2 separate regions of the Mus musculus genome follow, and region 1 is linked to region 2. The links are chromatin contacts, called in public Hi-C maps. All regions are on one chromosome and are shown on one strand. Each heading gives the region's core, a stretch centred on a gene start, on an enhancer-like site or on the middle of the called end of the contact. The rest is flanking DNA. Distances are from core to core; before and after follow the strand shown.

Region 1 (6,379 bases), core at 2,115-4,614, 260 kb after region 2:
AAGCAGCAATAGTATGATCTCCCCAACCAAAGGATTTTAAACAGGTGTACAACACATGACATGAGTTCTGTCTTGTGGATCAGGCCTTTAATCCAGTAAGAAGACAATTGGTTACCTTCATAATGGTCGTGCCACTATCTCACTGCGGAATGTACCTTGTAAGGTGGGCCATTTTTGTAGTTTGTTGGGTCCACATCTGGGTACCACTAATGACTTTCCTCCCAGAAGCTTTTACAGCCCCTTCTAACACTATGAAAATCAGACAACAGAAAGGAAACTTCTACCCAAGATCCAGCTTGATTTCTCAATGTCCTACATCCAAGTATGTAGACATGTCTTCAGCAAAAGGCTCTTAACATCTACTTGTTATGGACAATCAATAAAAGACATTGGTAATAAGTTACAATTGCTTGAAGGCCTTAGAGGATTCCCTAACCAACAACTTATGAAGATTGTTGGTTAATCACCTTAGGCTATTATTTTCTACTCATGATGGCTACCTCCACTCATACTTTAAAATACTTAGTTTTTAAAAAGACACATCAGCTGGGCAATGGTAGTGCACACCTGCAATCTCAGCACTTGGGAGTCAGAGCCTGGCAGAGTTTGAGACCAGCCTGGTCTATAGAATGAGTTCTAGGTCAGCAAAGACTACACAAAGAAACCCTAACTCAAAAACACAAAGTAACAATAACAATAACAACAACAACAACAAAGATACATCAGTTTGGGAGGAAAAAATGTTAGGGGTGATAAAGAAAGAAAAGAATTAGGGGAGGGAAGGGGTGTGTTTGGTTAAAAACATTTACATGTATGAAATTCTGAAACTTTTTTTGATTTGGTAGGAACAATCTATAGTTATGTCTTTGGGTAAAATAAAAGAAATGAACTATATTTAATTTATTGTGATTATAGCATTGTAGGAATGCTCCAAGAGAGAAAATGGTCATTTTTAATAGACTTACAAACTATTAGATTTTCACAGGACCTTTTCTTTCATCTTTAATTTTTTAATTTTTTAAAATTTTTTAAATTTTAACTCTTCCCTTTATCCTCTCATTGTCCCTATTCCCCAGATACATCACCACTTCCACCACCACTTCTTAATGTGTGTGTGTGTGTGTGTGTGTGTGTGTGTGTGTGTGTGTGTGTTTATCCATACATGCAAGTCAGTATTCACAGTAGCTAGGATTGGGTCCTGGATTCCAAGACTTGGAGTTATAGTTAGTTATTGTTTGCTACCTAATGTGGACACTGAGAACTGAACATCCATCCTTTGCAAGAACATCAAGGACTCTTGATCACTGAACCATCTGTACAACCCTGAGTCTTTGTTCTGTTCCATTTATCCATCCATTTGTTTTTGTGCCAATGGCATAATGTTTTTACTACTGTGGCTCTGTGATACTACCTTAAAATCAGGAATGAGGCTCACTCCAATGGTATTCTGTTTATTCAGGATTGATTCAGCTATCCTTGTTTCTGTGTGTGCTTCTATACTAATTTCAAGATGACTTTTCTTTTTCTGTGAATATAATGGCACTAGAGTTTTTATTGTATTGAACCTGTGGGGTTGATAGAGTATTGATTCTTGCAACTCATGAGAATGGGATGTCTTCCCAGCTTCTACTGTCACCTTCAATTTCCTCTTTGATGTTTTAATGTGTTCACTATAGAGGTCCTTCACCTCTTTGGTTAGGTTAGAGTCTACAGTGTTTGTGCTGCTGCTGTTATTGTCACCGAGGCTGTTGTGAACAGCATAGTTTCTCAGATTTCTTTATTGGTGTGTCTGCCATGGATATGTTAGAAGGCTCCTGATTTTTGTATATTAATTTTGTATCTTGGCAGTATTTTGTTGTTGATGAGACAGGGTCTTACTATGTAGCCCTGGCTGGACTAGAACTCATGATATAGACAAGAGTAGCCTCAAACTCATAGAGCCCCAACTTGCCTTTGTTTTCTGAGTTCTGGGATCAAAGGTGTGTATCACCATGCCCAGCTTTCTAGGAGTTTCATTTTGTTTTGTTTTGTTTGTTTGTTTTGGTGAAGTCTTTAATGGAAAGAAAGAACCATGCTGTCTACATGGTGAATCCTTTAACTCTCACTTTCCTGTCGGCATCCCTTGTATTTTCTTCTCTCATCTTTTTGCTAAGTCTCCAAACACTACATTATTAAGAGGGGGGGATGCTTCAAGTGTTTTTCATTTATCATGATGTTGGCTATATGTTTGGCATATATAACCCTAAATGTGTTGAAATAGGGTTTTTTTTAATTCTTTGCCTCTTCAAAACTTTTATTATGAAGGGATATTAGATTTTTGTCAATGGCATTTTCTGTATCTATTGAGACAACCATGTGGCTTCTGTTGTTGAGTCAGTTTATGTGATGAATTATATTTAATGATTTATATCTATATATTGACCTATCTATGCATCTATGGAATGAGGATTATTAATACTATTATTATTACTATTGCTGGCCCCATTATTCACTCTCGTTGACAAGTCAAGGAATTATGTCCAGAAAAAAATAAGTCAAATATTCAAGATCCAATACTCTACTAATGGCCTAAGCATTCTTCCTGAGTCAAACTATAGGGCCATTTCCACTGTCCAAAAGGATCCTGCGCTATGATTCGTTCCTTCCTGAACACTAAATCTTGATATGCTTCTGTTCATCTGACTGGTCTCAGTTATGCATTCTGTTCCTTCATTCATTAAACGTTTCAAGAATCTATTACTTTGTAGTGACCCTTGCTTGTCCTACAGTCCCGTAATACAGAGCTCAGCAATTCTTTGGGAGTTAGAAAGAACAGTTTTGTTTTGTTTTGTTTTGTTTGTGCCATGATTGAGTTATTGGGGGGAGGGGCAAGAAATGATACAGTCACAGTCTTTAAGGGAATGATTCCCAACTGTCTATATGAATTAACAAAAGCAATAGTGTATTGGGTGATCAGTCTATGACCATAGATGGACTGATAGACATCAGTGGGGAAGGGGAGACATTCTACACACTTCCCCTCCGAGCCTCCAAACTTTGTGACAAAACAATATCTCTTATGTAGCTATACCCCACCTCATTTTCCAAAGTATTCAAAGACTTTCAGGAGCGTGAGTGCATAGAATTACACTGCTAAAATATAAACAATGAAGTCAACCAAGGCTCAGGAAAATATAAATATATAAAAGTCATTTCCAAGGAAAACCTCTATTATTCAGAAAGGGGGAAAAAACCCGTTCTAAATCCCCAAAGGCTGAAACACATTTAAAATAGACATTCCACGCACATGGTAAAACAAGCCTTCTATGCATGTAGTTTAGTCAGTGAGGTATTTTAAGGGCTCAGTTACTGCTGTGGGGTTTCCCCCACATGACAGTTACACACTCAGAATGCTTAAATCAACAGAGCTATAGAATTTATCCTCAGGATGTGGTCAGCGCAAAATATTTCAACATTCTTGGTCAATTTGCATATGGGTTTTCCAAGCCTAACATTGCCAGAAAGACCACGTCAATGCCTCTTATTTCAACAATGAGCCTGAATCATAATCATTCCTTCATTTAACAAGTATTTTGACAATAGGTTTTATGCCAGCAACCATGCAATACACTGAAAAGGCAAAGGCAAAGGAGGCACTGGTCCTTTCCTATAGGTCTTTCTTCCCTGGAGGAGAAAACAGGCTTGAAAATGGGTAATTAGTGCATGTGTAAGAGGTGTGCTTACAGAGGTATACACACACACACACACACACACACACACTGAAGCTGGTGCAGAAGCTCACACAGAGGTTGGCAAGCACACCTTAACTTCTAATCAGCATATATCTGCTTATAAGGTCACAGGCATTCTTGCTTGAAGATGCTGTTCATATTCAAATAATACCCAGGGAGTGGGAGAATACTTTGTGACTTGCTACCCGGCAAATATACTCATATTTGCTCATATTTCTGTTTTGATTGTATAGAGAAATAAGTCATGGGGAAAAGAGTAGCGACCGGTTACAACACTGGTCAGAATGAACAGGATAGAAAAATGTGGAGAAATTCTATAGTAAATGACTTGCAATACCAAGGTTAAATGACTATAGCTTGGGTCAAGTTGACATAAAACTAGCCAGCATACATATCTGTGATGAAACTCAATTTATAAATTAGGTACAGTAAGAGATCAACAACAATAAATAACTAATAACAACAATAAATACACATTAAAATAGATGGTTTTAAAAATAAACTGGAATAAAGTTATATGGCCATAGTAATTCTCTCAACTGCCAAAGCCAGGTAGCATACACACAGAACACATATACACTGAGAGAAAGGCTGGTGGACAAGAGGGATCAAGACCAGATTAGAATTTCCACACATACTTCTGAAGGCTGACCATGATGGAATGTGAAACTGCAAAGAATGGCTTAGCGTTGGGACTAGGTAACTACAGGGGAGTGAATTCTGAGGAATTTACCACATGCTATGTAGCAAGGCAACCTGCAGAGTTCAGGTCATTTGCTAGACTTCCTTTCTCTGTCTGTAGGAACCTCAAACCCCAGGGCTTCACTGACAATGACAACTTGTCTAGTGCTGTCCCAAGGCAAGAGCTGTATTTCTTTTGCAGAAATGAAAGTAAATACAATAACATTTGAAGAATCATGGGTTGTAAAGATTAAATTTAAAAAGTGACCAGAAAATTAGATAAAATGCAGAGCCTTCAAGAGACATATGCATATTTGTGTCCCCAAATTAATGCACTAGGAACTAAAAAGATTGAGTGTGTCCCTTAATGGTCTATGAGAGATGGTATTCATTTGAGAGTACACGCCACCAGAGAAGGCACATGCCAAGACATGCCCAGCATCTCCATCATATGTCTCTGAGCAGGTTACTTACCCTATAGAGGGTTTGTCTCACTAGAAAATGGGGGAATGATGATATTTACCTCACTGTTAGTTAGGAGTTGTTAGGATTCTATGTAAAAGTACTCTGCACTTAGCAATGCTCATACCTGACCAATGACCTTCCCTGGTTTCCTGGTGGGCAAATAGGCCTGGAAAGGGCATCTTGGCTATAGAGTCCTTCAGGTGAGTTAAGGGCCTCCCAAGTGACAGTCACAGCCTGGTTCTCTCCTCTTCCCAGGAGTCCTGTGTGAATATACTTCCATTTCTTTCCTACAATTCCATTTTCTTCATGACTCTCACAGTGATTTCCCTTTCTAAAACTTCTGAGGATCAATTAAAAACCAAAACTTCCCATGATCCTCAAGCTCTTCCTCTTGCCCTAACATGCCAAAGCAGGCTTTCTTTTGTTGATGGCACATTTACATAAACTCTTTTATTCCAAAAACACTGGGGATCACACACTACACTCCTTTCTTGTTTAAATTCCAGTTTTCTTGGATTCGGAAACGTTTTTCAACCACCATCTTTTTCCTTGTTTTTTTCTGATTTCCATTGTTTGTTAGCCTTAAGGAACGATGCTGGAATCCCCAAGAACGATTAGGACATTTTTCAGGTTAGGAACTATTCCAACACAGAAAAGAACTACCTTAAAGATTACAGGAAGTCAATAAATGTAAGACTTATTGTCTTTTCTCATAGGCAGAAGCAGGAAGTACATTGTGCTGGTAAGGAAGGGCTTTAGGCCAAGAAAAGGGGGAGCTTCCTCAGCATGGGGACTCTACAGTCAAGCTGCCTGCTATCTTGAGTTTACAAGCCCAGCATCACTGGGAAACCAGGCCAAGGATGGATGCTAGGTATCAGTTGACTGTAAAGAGATTCTTGCATCTAGTAGAAAGTACATGATGCCCTGTCAGTGCAGGAGCATCAGCTAAAATTCTTTTAAAGGGGAGTAAGAGATGACTGAGGCTAGGTCAGAAGAGGAAGGAGATGTAGGTGGTCAGATGACAGTGGATTTGTATGAAAGAGGACAAGTCACCTACCTCATAACCTGTCTCAGTCATCTCAGAAGTGAACATTACGGTTCTAAATGTGCATGCACTAAACAGAGGCAGACCCATGGTTGCAGAGATGACTCAGTGGTTAAGAGGACCTATAGCTCTTGTTGAAGACCCAGATTAGGGTATCAAAGCACACATGGCAGATCATTACCACCTTTAACTCAAGTTTCAGGAGATCCAATGGGCATACATGTACATAGGCATGCATGTGCACACACACATAAACATAAATAAAATTAAAATATCAGTAAACATAAAGTCACAGATTAACTTCAATACAGTGCTGGTGGATGACTTCAATATCCTCCTCTCACCATTAGATAGATCATCCAGACCAAAAAAAAAAAAAAACTCTCAGATTTATAACATAATATATAAAACAGACATAACAGATATTTACAGAATACTCAACCCAAGCACTGAAAAA
Region 2 (6,063 bases), core at 1,486-3,985:
TGTGTCCCGCTAATTTATTCTGTCTCTTCCTTAAAGCTTTGGAAATTCACACTTACTTTTATGGTCACATTAACGATAGGGTTTCCATTTTAATGCAAATCTACCCATTCCCAGACTGTCGACTGCTCTAAGGAGCCTCCCTGGTCCTTCTTCTCTACCCTTCCACATTGCTTGGAACCTTGTGATGGTAAAATGTGCAAACTATAAGATGCCATGCAGATAGGAGGCATTACTGCGGCTCATCCTTTAAAAATCATTGCATTTCTCTTGGATTAGGTCAGAGTTCCAAAAGCCATATGTATATTAAGTCTTCTTCGGATCCCTCTCACCTTTCCTTCCCTACCCTCACCTCCTACCTCAGCTAAGGCCAGTGAGGTGTATGTAGTGATAGTAGTTACTAATTATTTCATTCAACATTCTCTATACTTACTACCTTTATCAAGAACAGTGGTAGAGGATACGCCTAGTCCTGATGACTTGATGTGTGTGGGGTTGTAAGAGGGGTGTGATATGTGTGGGGGTGGGGTGGGGAGAGGGGTCTCCCTCCTCAGAGGAGAAGGGGAGGGGAGAGTGGGGGGAGAGGATCTGGGTGAGGGAAGGCTGATATTCAGATGTAAAGTGCATAAATAAATAAAATTTAAAAAAGATAATCTATTAGCATGGATATTTAACGAATCTAGAGAACAGACTCAGTTTTAACTTGTTGCTATTATGTCAGACACTTAACCAGTTCCACTGTCTTCCTCTCTGTGTCTTAGCGTGACGTTTGGACTTCTACATGCTATATGCTATCCTTTCTCATCTCTTTACCTTGATTAGGAATGTGCTGCTCATTCTACTCAACAGGTTGGCTTGGAAGAAAGAGGTTGGAAATGGCAGAGACAAACTGGAGGGATAAGAACTTTAAGATCATCAAAAGTTGTTCTGTGGGTCTGTGCCCCTCAGGTCAGCATCTTCTCTTGTGTGGGTCTGTGTCCCTCAGGTTAGCATCTTGTCTTGTGTGGGTCTGTGCCCCTCAGGTCAGCATCTTGTCTTGCAGAGAGCTTACGCTCAGGCCGAGCTCCAGTTTATACCCATGCAGGTCTGAGCAGGCCTGGGAACCCTGCAGGGCTCACACATCACCAAGGACATCTGTGCTTATCTGCGGTGTCTGCTCTCAAGGGCTAGCAAAACTGCCAGCTCTTCCCAGCTCCTTAACACTGTTTTCTGTGTTACACCTGCAATTCAAGGATTAATTAAATGAACATAGTGGCTCATATTTGTAATTCCAGCAGTGGAGGCTTGGCTGAGGCAGGGAGATTGCCATGAGTTTAAGATCAACCTGGGCTATAGGGCCAGACTGCTTTGAAAATTAAGAGAGAAAATGAAAAAAAAACAATAAAATCTGAGCCACCCTTTAATTAAAGGAGGGGAAAAGTTGACAGCTTAATTCAGAAAGCTGGCCTGTGTCTCTCGCTGTTAGTGGTTCTAAAGTGATTCAGGTGTATAAAGAATACTCCCAGATTCCATCATTCTGACCAACAGATTCACGCTCCCCCCACCCCTGTCAAAGTCCTTGTAGATCATGGATTGGTTTAGGTGCATTTTCTGCAATCTTTTTTCTTTTCAGATTAAACATATTTTGAAAACCAAAGAAGTATTATTCCAAATTTAGACACTTTTCTCACTTGAAATTAGTTTTTTTTTCCCTTCATGATATTTTAATCTAAAACAAATGGGGATTTTTACCTCATCTCTGTTTATAGTTTGTTAACTTTTCTAATATTTTAGTTTATATGAAATGTCTAAGACCAATTAAGTTCAGATGATAATAGCTGTCTAGGATTTAAAAATTATATATAGCTATCTTCATGTCTTCAGAGAAAATAAAATAATATATAATGTATTTGAAACTTTTTATCATGAAATAAATTCTAATTGCTTTTATAGTCAAGTTTAGTTATATCATTTGAACTCAGACAGTAGCATCTGTAGGCAACTGTATCAGACTTCCTCAAGCATCCTGAAACTTTATATGACTTACATGGGTTTCCTAATAAGGATATTAGCTTTTCTTTTAAATTTTCTTTTTCATAAAAACTGTGGTAGGTTTCTAAATACCAATGTCTTATGAAATGCTCTTATTTATTACCTGTAGAGGTGACATTGGTTCATAAAGTATATGTAAAGTATACAGAGATAAAAATGTGAGTGTTTATGGGCTTCAACAGGAAGTAATTAGTGACCACTCTCCACTGCTTTCCTAGAAAAAGCAGAGCTCAGTGGGTTAATGTTGAGTGTCTCAGAGTGTACTCAAAGGGGTGAAAGGGGACAGATGGAAAGAGTTAGGACGTTCCGGGAAAGTAGGATCACCATAGAAAGGTGGGGGTGGGGTGAAGGGGGGGGTTGGTGTTAGACCTTGATATCAGACTTTTCTCTGAGGGCAGAAAAGTGGGGAAAAGATGTGGACGCCGTTGCAAAAAGCCCAAGTGGAGGCTAGCTGAGCTGTGTCTATCTGCAGAATCAATATGGCATAGGGAAAGTAGTAATACAGAGGTAGGACATAGACAAAGCACTTCAGCGTTTTTTGCCTTTAACTTCCCATTGTGAAGAGGGAGGAAAAGAACAGAGAGTAAGGCAGTGGCCAGTTGAGGGAATGGTGTCAGGAAGCAACTAGAAAGAAATGCAGGCAGTGAGCATTGACAGAGTGATCTCAAGAGAAAGAAAGAGACTCAGACTCATCAAGCGAGCAGGAGAGGCCCAGGTCACAGGAGGGCACAGGCCCCCACCCAGCAGACAGCCTTGCTCTGATGAATGCCTCATTAAGCACTGGGAGAAACTGCCTCAGAGTCAGATGTGCTCAGCACTCTTACACTGGTACAAAGCTCTCAGAAAGTAAGTGGACAAAGTGCCAAGGCAGAATCCAAAAGACTATTGGGAGTTGTTATACACTTTGTTGTTTTTCCTAATTTAAAACTGACAATATAATACTTGTATATTTAGAGCAATCATAGTTTTATCCAAGCACATAGGAAACTGATGGAAAAAAATTACTTTACAACTTTGACATGTTTTGATTTTTCTCTTCACTTTTTGAAGTGATTTCCACATAGTAGCGGATATACATGTATGAAACTTTTGATGGACATGCACATATATCTATCTGTACTTATGTATGTTTATTTATATATTCATATAAACTCCGTCTGACACATGCAGCTGTCAGCTCCTATTTTAGGCACAGTGTCATAGGACCAGCAAGGCCCCACCCAAATGCCCAGTGTCTGAGCATTCCAAGACATAACTGATGAAACGTCCCTCGGAGCTTTCCAAGAATGGAACCTTTAGAGCCTGCTACTAGTCAGCTTAAAGTCTTCCTCGTGGTCCTCAGAAGCTCAGGAGACCTGCACCTGTGCCCTCACTCAGCATACCCACCTCTGCCCTCCTCCCTAGCTCACACTGCTTCCTCCCGATCTTCCTCATTCCTAGAGCATGGTGCTCCCACCGTGGCCTTTCCCCAGCCTCTCTCCTCCCCCCACCCCTTCTCCCTCTCTTTATCTCTCTGAATTGTTTCTTTTGTTAGATATATAGGTAGCTCACGCTCCCACTTCTTCCCAGTCTTTACAGGATTGTTAACTTTCTTTCCCCCACACTGAGAACATCCATATCTTTTCTACCCAATCCACATACTTCCATTCTTGCTGGTTGTTACTCTCCAGCACACACTATACCTTTATCTTGTATATAGACTCTTTCCCCAGCTAGGAGAAGAAAGCAGGAGACTCTTGTCTGGTTTATTCACTGTCACATACACAATACTGAATTTGGAGAATGGAATTATTAGCTAAGGCGATGAATTCCATAAAAAGTCACTGACTATTGTATTCAGCACAGGACCAGGAATGAAGGTTAGAAAACAAGGCAAGACAATTGATCAAGACTCTAGAGTTCATCAGTGGCAGAGCCCAGCCCAACTCCATCCTTGGCTCCTTAACGTAAGATGGTTAAAATCAACCTCGAAATTGGCATGAGGGCTTTTCTTCCCTTTCATTTGAGTAGATCTCTGACTTGTGGCATGCTAGGATGAGTGCTCTGGATTATGGGAGCAAGGACCAATCCTCATTGTCCGTGAAGTAAGGGGAGTGATATCTGCCTCTGGACTGGTTTGGTACCTGACTCTTTCTGAGCCCCTGAAGAAAGGTCCTTTCCTGTTTTCTAACAGAAGCTACAAGCAGTGATGCTGTATTTTCCAATGTGTATGACTGCGCTGCCTGACAACTGTGGAGCTTTTCTCATACCAGGCACAAACACAGCAGCGCACACACAGTATCTAATTAGAATCTTAGAAGAATCCAGTGATGTTGGCATTGCTATTTTTGATTTACAAATGAGAAAAACATCTCAGAAAGAATGTGTTACTTTGAATAAACACAATGTCAGGAAAAATGACTTGCGTGGACTTCTAGGAGGTGACAGGTTTACTCTAATTTTTCTTGTTTTTTTTTTCTATTTTTGTTTTGTTTTGTTTTTGTTTTTTTCGAGACAGGGTTTCTCTGTGTAGCCCTGGCTGCCCTGGAACTCACTCTGTAGACCAGGCTGGCCTCGAACTCAGAAATCCACCTGCCTCTGCCTCCCAAGTGTTGGGATTAAAGACGTGCGCCACCACTGCCCGGCGACAGGTTTACTCTATGAGTGTTCAAGACTCGTGTTTTCATTGGTGCTTCCTGGTGAGAGTACATAAGTTGAGATGATGAGGGATTCACATGATCAATGTTTCATATAATGAAGAAAAAACTGTGTGGTCTAGTACCGTGTAGACGAGGCCTTAGCCAGCATCACTAATAAACCTTACTTGCACTGCTGAACACCAACCAGTGTTATGCTCTTCACCATAATTATTCCTATTATGAAGTTTACAAAAATTATTTCATTTCCTCAGGCTTGCTTCTTTGGTGAGATGTTTAAACCAACTGACAACTAGGATCATTTGTTTTAGAGTGTCCATAATGATTTTAAGCTACTTAAAATGCTTGGCCAGCTAATAGAGACCTGAAGAAAGTCTTAAATAATCCCACTCAATGCATATGTATTCCTCTACGTCTCAGGCTGCAAGAACTCCAAGTTTTTCTTGCTACTTTCAGTTTACACGGGATCATACAGGCCCCTACTTGTTCTGGTTGTTTATTTCTGCATGGAACAAACTACATTGAGATAAACATATATATAATTTAAAGTGAGATTGCATTAATAAACTTTTTACTTTATAGAATCATCCTTATATGACAGTGGTAGTAACATACCAAGGCAGCTACATATGTATTTAAGATAATCCTTTCTAAGCTAAACACAAATGAATCGATGCCAGTCTGATCTCTCCTTCTTTTAGACACACACCATTGAAACCCTGAACCTGAATCCTGACACTTTACCTTTCTTTTATCTGAATTCTACTTTGTTGGCACCTGCTCAATATTCCAATCCATTCTACAAAGCTGTAATGTATGAAAGGGCAGCTATTCAGAGAGTTGAATTTACAGTAGATGTAGTCTAATCCTGTGGCTCTCGGTTAGGAAAGTCACAGGCTTTGGAAATGCAGTAGCTTAGTACAGAGCCGCTCTAGGGAATGTTAAGGCTTACTTGTAGCGTGTGGAGATATGTTTAACATGGGACACTTGGTTCCAGTGACTTAATTTCAGAACTGGAGTAAGAGATTCTTTGGAGAAGAAAAACTTTTTGTGATGTTTGCTTCTCATACTACAGATGTTCAGTTACTCTCTTCATCAAACCTAACTCAGCAAGAAATCAATACAACTTGAACTTGCTCTGGAAACTCATGTACAGGTCAAGCCTCTGTTTCCTGTACACTCCGCTCCAGTTAGACAACCAGGCTGCTTTGTGACCGCCTTGTCATTCTGTTTCCCTATGTGGACTTGTATGGGAAATACATGTGAATTACAGATCTGGTTAGCTTCTCCAGAGCTATGTTTTGCCCTGGCCAATAGCATCTGCAATGTGTAGAGGTGTACATGGCTAATGTCTTTAAAATTATTCTTAAGAAACAGTTTAATTCAAATAAAAGTTTAC

The links. Hi-C and Micro-C count contacts between places; a contact is called where the count stands out from the background.
Region 1: a contact with region 2 is called in a Hi-C map of embryonic fibroblasts, with 1.7 times the contacts expected there. The contact joins two enhancer-like sites. A contact is called at or near these places in 2 of 484 Hi-C or Micro-C datasets (both in embryonic fibroblasts) and 1 of 115 datasets of contacts at active chromatin or transcription factors (fibro-adipogenic progenitors).

Annotation. Positions count from the first base shown.
Region 1 is chr2:126,306,812-126,313,190 of GRCm38.p6, forward strand. No RefSeq gene overlaps it. Among named protein-coding and RNA genes, the nearest start is that of Dtwd1, 160 kb to the left of the region's middle. Within about 2 kb of position 3,365, at least 56 of the 459 cell types and tissues checked have an H3K27ac peak or open chromatin away from gene starts, as enhancers often do. A contact at or near this core is called in embryonic fibroblasts, where this site is marked.
Region 2 is chr2:126,050,611-126,056,673 of GRCm38.p6, forward strand. The region is part of intron 11 of Fam227b (family with sequence similarity 227, member B); the gene reads right to left. All of the region lies in intron 2 of Fgf7 (fibroblast growth factor 7), which reads left to right. Among named protein-coding and RNA genes, the nearest start is that of Fgf7, 19 kb to the left of the region's middle. Within about 2 kb of position 2,736, at least 33 of the 459 cell types and tissues checked have an H3K27ac peak or open chromatin away from gene starts, as enhancers often do. A contact at or near this core is called in embryonic fibroblasts, where this site is marked.